2 separate regions of the Canis lupus genome follow, and region 1 is linked to region 2. The links are chromatin contacts, called in public Hi-C maps. All regions are on one chromosome and are shown on one strand. The core of a region is the stretch at or near the end of the contact, and the rest is flanking DNA. Distances in the headings are between cores, read along the strand shown.

Region 1 (5,853 bases), core at 1,511-4,010, 150 kb before region 2:
TGTTAAGGCCATTTTAGTCAGCAGGTTATTCACAAATGTGTATTTTCTTAAATTTCTCTGACATTTAAGTCCCATATATTTCAACTCTTATGTATACTTCCCATCCCCCATGTGGATGGCCCATAGGATCCTCAAATTCATGATTGTCCTCACACAGACTGGGCTTTCTTCTTTCCCTTTTCTCACTAAAGGATATCAACAGTCATTCAAGTATGCAAGCCAGAAGTCACAGAATCTCTCAGCTCCCATATTCAAACAGCATGTTCACATATACATACAATCAAAGAGAGCATTTGGCAGTACAATTTAATTTTTTTCCAAGTTAAATTTACAGAGTATAAAAAAAAATTATGGGGCATATACTATATGGGCTAGGTTATTAGCATCACAGTTTTCCATTTTTGTTGTAAAATGAACAGAAACATTCTGTGAGAAAATCCTTACTCCGTTACTGGCTACTATCTCAGACAGTGTGTACACTGAATTATAGTTTTCCACCCAGGCACATATCCTAATTAGGCTCTTCAGTTTCCTTAAGAGAATGCTAATTTGAGTCTGGAGCATTACAGTGGAAGATTTTATCAGATCGATCAAAAGCTTACTAGCAAGAAGTTTTTATGAAGATTGGTAGTAGAAATCATTGGCCACCAATTCCTCAATGTTTGAATTTTATTATTGGATTTATTCAGATTGCCAGTAGCTGTAAAACTGCAGTTCATTGTTCTTCATTTTGTAGAATCTCTTTGGACTAACTGGCATTATGCCTTTGTTGAAGAGAGATGTTATAAAATATTTAACTCTGAAGGATAAGGCTATATTTAACTTGTTAACAATGAGTAAGTCACATATGACATCACATCATATCTTTTTTTTTTAACAAGGATATGAGAGATATTTCCTTCAATTCATTATCAGAAATGTTTGGGTTCTCATTGAGCAGCTAGTTTTATATTTATTTGCTTTATGTACTCTTGGCAATTTTGCAATTGTATGACTGACTCTTTGCCCATAAAACTTGAAGCTGAACCATCAGCCCTTGTTTAGCAAAGTAGCTAACGACATTGTTTTGTGTATTTGTTTATTCCTGAGTATCAACTTATTTACATGGCTACATGTGACCAAAAACCCAAGTAGGAGATTCTTTTTTTCTTTTTTTCTTTTTTTTTTTTTTTTTCTATTATCTTGAAGTCAGGAAGTTTGTGGTTGCTAGTGCTTCTTTTATAGCCCAAGGAATTCAGGGTCAAGGTCTCTAAAAATGTCTTGGTATTTCCTTCAGGGTTTCAAGATGATTTTTACAGCTGTACTGTAGGATTCATGCCTTTGATTGCAAAAGGAAAGAAGAAAGGACCAGAAGAAAAATTGTTGGTCCTGATAATGGGTGATTCTTGTTTTCTTTTATTCACATCATTACCTTCTCAAAACTTAGTAGCTTAAAATAATTTAATATCATCACACACGGTTCTGTGTAATGACTAGGCTCAATTAGCTGTTCTTACTTGGGATCTCTCATGTTTGCAGTCAAATTGTGGTTGGGTCTGGAGGCACATTATACTTAACTGAGCTGAATTTCCAAGGTGACACTCATGTGGCTGAGTTGAGGCTGGCTGAAATGCCTAGATGTGACTGTCTTCATAGCACGGCAGCTACATTCTGAGAAAGTGTCTCAAGAGTAAGTGTTAAAAATCAAGACAGTAAGGCTTTTCATGGTCTGGTCTTTGATGTTTGAGAGTATTGCTTCTAGGCACAGTTGGTTAGTCAAGAACATAAGGTGTACTCAGAACAAGGAAAGGAAATTCGAGCCTAGTTTGTCATGTGAGAAGCAGCATAGGCATGACGACAGGGAGTCGATGGTAGCCAGTTTGGGAGACTATTTAGCATAATCTGCTCTTTGGCTACTGATATTCATCTCCCTTCTATATGCAGAGTAGGTTAATATCCCCCAAGTTATGGCCTTATGGTATTGGTGTGAAGTCCAGGATTGATCATTTAAATCAGATTCAATGGGAGATAAGTGTCCCACTTTCTCAGATGCAGTTTCTCAAGCATGATTTCTCTATAATGAAACGTTTTGAACCTTAAAGGAGGCAATTTATCTGCCCAATAAGCTCAGTTATCTGTTCAATAAAGCCAGTATTACACTGGTGATACACATGTATGAAATTTGCAAAAACAAAACAAAACAAAAAACGTATTTTAAAAAGAGATGAGGTCTCACAGGAAACAGATAATACTTGCTCACCCACAGGAAGTCTGAAGTCAGCCTGAGCACACTTCCTTGTGTGGAGCCAAGTCCTGCTCCCTGAGGAGTGAGGCTTTGTGCCAGTTGGTCGGCCCTCTAGGTTTTTGGAGCTGCACTCTAAAACTTCCCCTCTTTTCCTTTAGAATTGGCCTGTGTTTGCTGCCGAGGAGCTCTCAGCCTGCTTTCTGCCTTTAAAGCCTCCCCCCCGCCCCCAGGGGCTCTTTTTTGTTTTGAATTTACCTCTATCACTTTTAGTCCAGTTTTATTAGGGTTCAGTCCAGTAGGGGAAAAAAAAAATCCCACTTTTTTTTTTTTTTTTCCCCAGAAAGACTCCTCTCTGTGGTGGGCTAAGTCTTGATGGTGTGCGATCATGACTTTAAGATTCTTAGGAGCCCTATTTTCTGGTTAAAAAAATCTTTAAACCATTCAATTATATTTGTCTGGTTGAAGGCCTGTCATAAATGCTTCCGAGGTGTCAGGAAAGGGAGCTGCAAATGCACCACTGAAATGAACTTTACCCTCCTGTTACGTGTTACCGGAAATATTCTGAGTTCGCGTTTTGGTCTGATGCCGTTTCTTATTTTGAGAAACTTTTTGCAGGCTTCAAAGACTGGAGATGATAAACACTTCTATTTTTGAGCCGAATAGGTCCTAACTCTTGTTTGTCCTCTAAATTCTATAAAACATTGAATATTGCCTTTTTTTAGCTCATTCTTTCTTTTTCTAGATCTTATCCTCTGCATCTAACAGAAACCAATTGGCACGTTCAGCATTCTGCCTGGAAATTTCCTTAGCCTGATGTATCTGTATTTTCTGCATTACTATAGCATGCTATCACTAAACTTTGTATTACTAAAAGGTTTCCTGTGACCTAGTTTCTGAATTTCCGAATATCACTTCTGCATTCTGTCAAGTCAGTCACTACAGCCATCTCAGATTGACAGAAAGAGGAACTAAACCCCTGCCTCTTGATCTGTGAGCGAACATGCATGTGAAGCAACAGAAGGAGCTTACTGTGGTCATCTTGGGAAATCGTGTACCACATCAGGAAAATAAAATTTTCCAGAAATCCTTAGCATACTTTTCTCATTGGCCAGAATTGTTTCCTAGTTTGGTAGAGGAACAGTTACAGAAACTAGGAATTGTGGGCTTTTTCTTTTTTGTTAATAGAGGATTAAGAAAATGCAGAGAATTAACAGTCGTAGCAGTTTTAAAATCCTGTTGATCAGACGTAGCAAGGGCTTCCTGAACTAGTGGTGGAATGAGCTCAAGCCAGCCAATCTTTTACTCTCTCATCCCATTTTTGTGGTCTCTGACTCTGCCCTCTGAGATGCCACACAGATCTGAATCTTCAGGCTCGTGTACAGTCTTAAAAAATAATCGCATGTGGTTTTGCGTTGTGGGATTGTAGGAATAATTTCATACCTTTTTAGTAGAGCGATGACTTGCAGGAGTTGACAGTCCAGACTACATGTTTGGTCACCATAGTTCTGTCACGACATTAATGGGTTTACATATGTTTCATCCCTATCCTGCAGGTGTAACTATAGCTAAAGATGCTATCTAGTCAAGGTTTTTAACCTTGGATATTGTCTTTATTGACTGGCCATTACCTTCTCTCCCTGCTTTAACTTAATGGTTATTGCCGTGTTGTAATTTAAAATCATATATTTTGGGGAAGGCTAAATCCTTTATTTCATTTTTATTTTTTTATTTTTTTATTTTTTTGCTTTCATACCAGCTGCATTTACCTGTTTATCTACTAGTTTTATCTCTTACGAAGTTTGCTGCTTTGCTGTCTTGCAATGGCTTCAATTTAGGATGTGAACCATGTTTTTATTTTTTAGCCTTCCAAGGCTTCAAAGTACAGGATGCTCTGGCAATACAGATGCCAAACTCTAAGGAGAGAGTGCTGGTCTTATCAAAGTGGTATTTCCTCCTCTCTCTGCTTCCAAGCCGTGTCTGTCTGCCTTTCACCTGGGTTCACCAAGCTCTTGTAGAATTTTCGTAAAGGTAGATAGCCAGTACTAGCCAACATTCTGATCAGTCTCACTCTTTCCAACGATACAGACTTAGTCACTGTATAGTTTGTTTTCAGAGTTCAGATGACTATTTAACCAAATACTTCCCATTGTATATAAAGTGTGACCAGTTTTCTAGTGTCAAGCATCTAAAACCTGAATTTTCATCTCTATCAAGTCAGTCCCACATTTTAGTTCCTGTTACTTATAGCAACCTATTTCTAGTAACAATTACTGAACCAATTGCAGCACTTATGTGCAAGAACAATCCATTTTAAACCATTTAATGAGTAACAGTTGATAAATCCCCAGAAGAGCCAGAGAAAAACTGTTCAAAGGGAAACATCACCTAACATCTAGGACACTAGGAACTAGATGACAAACAGATAGCTGGCCCAGAAAAACATACTTCTGTGATTCTACATGCTGTGATGGCTACATGCTTGAGGGCCCTGCTCAAAGGCTAAGTGGGTTCCAGTGTATTGCCACATTTCTGTTTGATATCGCAAACCAGTCTGGGGACTGCAGTTTTTAGCTTTATAGTCAGTTGTACAGAAAGGCAAACTAAAAACTATGTAATAATGGGTATTGAATAAGCAAATACATAAAATCTGTCACATTTGGTTTTTATTTGTATTTTTCCTTTCCTGTTGAGAGCAACATCAAAATGGCAAATATAACATAAATAGGTTCAGCACTCAGACTTAAGTGGCATCTACACTCCACTAGCTGTGGTCATAGATATTACTTAATTTTTACAAACCTCAGTATGCCTATTCTGAAAAACTGAGATGATATAAGCTCAATGAGATGACTATCTAGGATAGTGCAAATAGTTGTTAGCATAGTGTCTGAATGAAAACATTTCTCACTAAGTAGTAGCTATTGCTATTATATATTGGTTCCACTTTGAAGCAATCTTCTACCTTAGTTTTTTTCTCAATTTGGAATTTTTACAATATTTATTTTCAAAAGGTACTTTAGGGTTTTGAAGTCTACTCTTAGAATGAGATATGGCTTAAATAAATACAAGTAATTCGGAGTATTAAAATATTGAAAAGGTTGCATGAGAATTCAAAACTTTGAAAGCATCTTAGGATTTTTCAGGGAGAGTTATAAAGATCTGTAAAAAGCTTATCATACCTCATATTTCTCTTTGAATTATGGATAATGTTATTAAGTCTTAATATTTAGTTACTAATCACAAAATATTTTAAGCACATATTATGTGCTAGTCACTCTGCCTAAAGGTGAAAAGACTGACAAGATCTTTACTGCATAGTTTATATTCCAGTAAGGGAGACAAACAGTAAACCATTCACAAACAGGTAAAATAATTACTGATTGTGGTAAGTACTATGAAGGAAATAATGTAGTTGCTATGTTAGAAAAGTATTGGTAGGGGCAGGGTAAGCCACTTAACACAGAATTTAAGAAATGCTTCCCAAAGAGGGTACATTTAAACTGAGACCGTGAGGAATGAAGAGACCCAGTATATAAAAAACTAGTGGGAAAGCATTCCAGGGATTTTGCAATCTCAAAATTCCCTAAATGGAAACTAATTTGAGCCATTCGAGAAACTGAGAGAACCAG
Region 2 (5,571 bases), core at 2,537-5,036:
TTAACAACACAGGAAACAACAGGTGTTGGCAAGGATGTGGAGAAAGGGGAACCCTCCTGCTCTGTGGGTGGGAATGCAAACTGGTGCAGCCACTATGGAAAACAGTATGGAGATTCCTCAAAAAGTTAGAAATAGAGTTCCCCTATGACCCTGCAAATGCACTGCTAGGTATTTACCCAAAGGATATAGAAATACTGATTTGGAGGGAAACATACACCCTGGTTTTTATAGCAGCATTATTAACAATAGCTAAATTATAGAAAGAGCCCAAATGTCCATCGACTGATGAATGGATAAAGAAGACATTATATATATTATATTTATTATATAAATATTATATAAATATAATATATATGTATATATATATTACTCAGCCATCAAAAAGAATAAATCTTGCCATCTGCAACAATGTGCATGGAGCTAGTGTATTATGCTAAGCAAAATAAGTCAGTCAGAGAAAGACAAATACTATGATTTCACTCATATGTGGAATTCAGTGATGAACACAGGGGAAAGGGATAAAAAGAGGGAAGCAAACCATAAGTGACTCTTAACTATGGAGAACAAACTGAGGGTGGCTGGGAGGGGGACGGGTTAAATGGGTGATGGATATGAAAGAGAGCACTTGTGTTGAACTCTGGGTGTTACACGTAAGTGATAAATCACTAAATTCTACACCTGAAATCAATATTACACTACATGTTAACCAACTAGAATTTATAGAATTTTTTTTAAAAAAAGAAAAAATAGATCTTTACAACAAATATATTTTTTCATTGATCTTAAAATTTTCAAAATGCTTTTTAACAAAGGGAGTGTTATTGCAAAAGCCAAGAGTCAAATGCTTGGTTTCTCATAAAAATGGAACATGCTCTCACTTCAAGTAACTTCTCCAGGAGGAACACTTCTGTATGTTCCCTGAGGCATGCAGAGTTACAATGGGGGCTAAGATAGAGAGCCAAAGGGTGATAAAGCCTGAAGATTTGATAGAGTAGACCCTTTTATTTGTGTGGCTTATGTTCCAAGACCCCCAGTGGATGTCTGAGAGTACTGAACCATATATATATATAATATATATATATATATAATATATATATATAATAGTGTATATAATTTATATATTATATATATTTAAAAATATATATTTATATATGATAAAATTTAATTTATAAATTAGGCACCATAAGAGATTAGCAGGAGCAACTAATAATAAAATAATTATAACAATATGCTGTAATAAAAGTTATGTGAATGTGTTCTCCCACACAAAATGTATGGTACTCCCCCTTCTTGTGATGATGTGAGACTATAAGTCATGAGGTAAAGTGACGTGAACAAAGGAGTAACCAGGACATAGCATGAGGCTGCTATGGAACTTCTCATGATCTGCTTTCACACTGTGGTGGACCCAGGGTGAGAGAAATTGAAGAAAGAGAAACCACAGATAAGGGAGATTGCTGTAGTTACTTACAAATGCATATGAGGATGGGCATGCTTACCGCTTGAAACATTCTCTAAATTCAAAGGTGATTCTCTTGAAGCTGAACTTTGTTCTCCTAAAACACTATAAAAATTCCCAGAATGGAAGGAAATCCACTTTTTTTTTTCCTTTTTATAGGGAACCATTCATTCAGAAACAAGCATGGAATGAGGAAGTTAGGTCAACTCATGAGACATATTTTCTCTTCACATTCATACCTTTTGTTTTTTTAGACGTAGTGGCCTGGGTAGTGTAGACTTTTCCCTACCACAACTCTACCCTATGGCTTAAATTATTTTTTTAAAAAAATTCTGCTTGCATATAATTATATATATTTACACATATATTATATATATTACACACATATAAAGATGTATACATATTTATGCATTTATAAACAAGCATGCATATATACACATCTCTATATATACTTTTTTATACATAGACATATATTTACATGGTTCTAATATAGAATACTCATGTAGGAGAGCTGAATGAGAAAGTGTTTATTCTGAGTTACACAGTACCAGAATACAAAAGGGAATTTTGTCTCTGAATCCTATGTCAGCATTGATTTAAGGGAGAGAAGAAAGCTTTTAATAAATTTGGAATCAATTTTTAAAATTTGGTTATACTTAACAAATCACAGGTTTTCTTTGCTATAATTTATTTAAAAATAAATTCTGGAAAAAATGCTCTCTGAAAATGAAAATCTTCTTTTAGGCAAACTGGAAAACATTCTAACTGCTATTCATGTAAAATGATAGACCCGTTGGTCTCTGATCTACTGGAACAAATATGACACGTCACTTGATGTCCCTTTAGCCTTAGAATATTCAGCTAGAAATGGAAATACTAATCTTGATGTAATTCAGAGAATTGTGAACACTTTTATTAACATCATATGGATTTATATTTTCATGTATACACTGTAATAGCAAAAAAAATTGTTTTTCTGATATTCTCATGTTGAATCCAGAAACAAATAAATACTGATTTTTAGAAATATTTTGGATCCTTCAGAAAACAATCAGTGTGTATTTTGAGAAATATCTGCAGATTTTACAAATTCCTAATAAATTGATGATAACCTCCATCACTGCCTTCTTTCAAAAGAATATCCTTGTAAAAGACCCAGAAGTGCAGCCAACTTTTTATACACCCTTTAAACATTAGATAAAATTCAAAATAAATGATGTGTTTAACAGTGTAGAAATTCACTGACTGAGTTCAGAAGTGATTACGTAAATGAATGTTTATATTTGTGTGATAACAGGCATAGCTTTCCTGAGAGTCCTAGAAGGTAGTAGAGTCAATGGCTCAAATGTTCAATAAAAGCCACAACTGAAAAATAAATACATAAATCAAAAGCCACAACTGTTTCACTTGGGGAAAATATGAAGGTATGCTATTGCCTCCTAGATATTCTAAATCACCTAAGCTCCTCCTTCTAAACTTATTGGCCATGGACAGCTGGTACAGAGCAGATGGTGTCAGTCTAGGTTCCAGGCTCATGTAGGTGGTCTATATTAGACCCAAGTAGTTGAGGAACTGTGAGTCTGTCTAGGAAGTTCAGCACATCCGTGATGACCAAACAATCCATGCCTCAAGAGCAGATACTATGAAAAAAAAAAAAAAAAAAAAAAGTATGTCCAAAGCAGTGGTAGGCTTATGCTATGAGTCTGCCATTAGTGGACAACCTGCCCAGTGAGCTACATGTCTGGGCCTTATATATGCATCATTAATATATCTAATTTGGGCAGTGCATTTCAAAAATATGTTTGCCAAAAAACTTCCAAAAAACAAAAAACAAAATATGTTTGCCTAGCGTCATCAGTAATTCTGGCCTGGCCAGGTGTTATTAATGACTTTATGTTTCTTTCACACTTTATTTTGTTGTTGTAGGGCAGAGGCGGCTCAAAGAAGGCCGTTTCCTGATTGAAAGGGAGTGTGAGGATGGAGGTTAGGGTGAATGGTCTCACTGGTGTCTGTGAGGAATCTGGCTCTAGCCACGTAAGCAGTGTCCCTCAGATGTGCACAGTCCTGCTAAGAAATTGCTTAACTCTCATGGCAAAAGGAATCTGTACCAGTTCAGCCTGTCTTAGCCCCAGGACTTCTAAAGTTTGGAATGGGAAGCCAGGGCCACCTCAAGGATCAGGACAGTATCTGAGCTCCTTGTGACCAAGTTAGCAGGGTCCTCTCTTCATCATTATCTACAATTTTTTGCTGACTCTCAACTTCCTCCAACACTTTGTCTAAGTGACGTCTGGCTCTTGCGGCCCCAGCTACGTCCTTTCCTTTGGGCTATTTCGTAATAAGGCCTATCTGAGTAAACCCAGCTAACTTGTGAGCTAGTGTAACCTCAGAAGTCAGATTTCCTGTCTGTGAGTTCCAGCTTCACTCGCCCCTAATGTAACCTAAGACTCTTCATCAGTAAAACAAGATGATACACTAAAGACAACTAATGGCTAAATAAAGTTGTTCCTGTGAATTACCTGGCAGTGTGCATTGCACAAAGTAAGCTTTGAGTAAATGGAAGAAATTATGTTCTTTCTATTATCTTAAAAATAATTTAGGGCTGATTTAAAAGTTTTATTCGGGTATGGTTTTCACAGGAAAAAAAGGGGGGTTTTGTGTGTTAATTGTCTATCATTAGAAAAAAAAAAAAAAAACCCTACAAGTTTATAATGTATTATAGGAGATGGAAAGTGAGAGTGACATTTAAACTAAGTTTTTGTTTTTATTTTTGTTTTTAAACTGAGTTTTAGGTGACAAACAAGAGTATATCAAATTAAAGAGCTGGGGGTTGACATGTAGAAAGAGAATAAATAGTATGAGAAAGAGCATTTGACTCTGTTTAGGAATAACTCTGAGAGATGGACTCATGGATTTCTGAGGGAGCTAGGAGAGTTATTGGGATTAGATAATGGGGGGCTTTGCAAAGGAGCCTAAGGAGTTTGGAATTTGTCAGAAAGTTGATGGCATTACAAACAATGGAGGATACAATTGGCTTTGTCTTTGAATCACCTTCTGTGTGCGAATGGAGTAGTAGCAGCAGGGAAACCAGCACAAAGGACAAAGTATTGTAGCATCACAGACTATTACATGCCAAAGGAATTGGAAGGAAATCTCTGTATTTGAGAGGTATTCAGAGGGGAGAGCAATGGAGGGAGGAGGGCTGAGGACTGTAGTTTGCCCGCATCCGGTGCCTTGCCCAATGCATCCTGCATGTGGCTGATATTCAGCAAGTCTGAAGTTGATTAAGATTTGGGGGAAAAAAATTAATAACATCCTCTCATCTCAAGGGTGTTCTCTAATAGTTTATTTTTGCCTCAGGAGACATATCTAGAAAGAAGTTGTTACAGCCAATGTCGAAGAGGTTACTGCTGTGTTCATGTCTAGGATTATTATGGTTTCAGGTCTCACATTTAGGTCTTTAATCCATTTTGAATTTATTTTTGTGTGTGTTGTAAGAAAATGGTCCAGTTTCATCTTTTCCATGTTGCCCTCCAGTTTTCCCAACACCATTTGTTGAAGAGACTGTCTTTTTCCCATTGGATATTCTTTCCTACTTTGTCAGAGAGTAGCTGACCGCATAGTTGTGGGTCCATTTCTGGGTTCTCTGTTCTGTTCTGTTGATCTATGTGTCCATTTTTGTGCCAATACCCTACTGTTTGATCAGTAAAGCTCCGTAATATAACTTGAAGTCTGGAATTGTGATGCCTTCAACTTCACTTGCTTTTTCTTTTTCAAGGTCCCTTTGGCTATTTGAAGTCTTTTGTTGTTTCCATATGAATTTAAAGATGGCTTGTTCTAATTCTGTGAAAAATGCTGTTGGTATTTTGATAGGGATTGCATTAAATGTGTAGATTGCTTTGGGTAGTACAAGCATATTAACAATATTTGTTCTTCCAATGTCTTTCCATTTCCTTGTGTCATCTTCAGTTTATTTCTTCAGTGTTTTGTAGTTCAGAGGACAGCTCTTTCACCTCTTTGGTTAGGTTTATTCCTAGGTACCTTATTGGCTTTCGTGCAATTATAAATGGACTGACTCCTTAATTTCTCCTACTGCTGCTTCACTAGTGGCATAC

The links. A called contact is a pair of places that touch in the nucleus more often than the background predicts.
Region 1: a contact with region 2 is called in a Hi-C map of blood, with 1.7 times the contacts expected there. The contact joins two enhancer-like sites. A contact is called at or near these places in 2 of 9 Hi-C or Micro-C datasets (both in blood).

The regions. Positions count from the first base shown.
Region 1 is chr3:9,969,683-9,975,535 of UU_Cfam_GSD_1.0, reverse strand. No RefSeq gene overlaps it. Among named protein-coding and RNA genes, the nearest start is that of FAM174A, 50 kb to the left of the region's middle. Within about 2 kb of position 2,760, at least 7 of the 20 cell types and tissues checked have an H3K27ac peak or open chromatin away from gene starts, as enhancers often do. A contact at or near this core is called in blood, where this site is marked.
Region 2 is chr3:9,821,451-9,827,021 of UU_Cfam_GSD_1.0, reverse strand. No RefSeq gene overlaps it. Among named protein-coding and RNA genes, the nearest start is that of ST8SIA4, 110 kb to the right of the region's middle. Within about 2 kb of position 3,786, at least 2 of the 20 cell types and tissues checked have an H3K27ac peak or open chromatin away from gene starts, as enhancers often do. A contact at or near this core is called in blood, where this site is marked.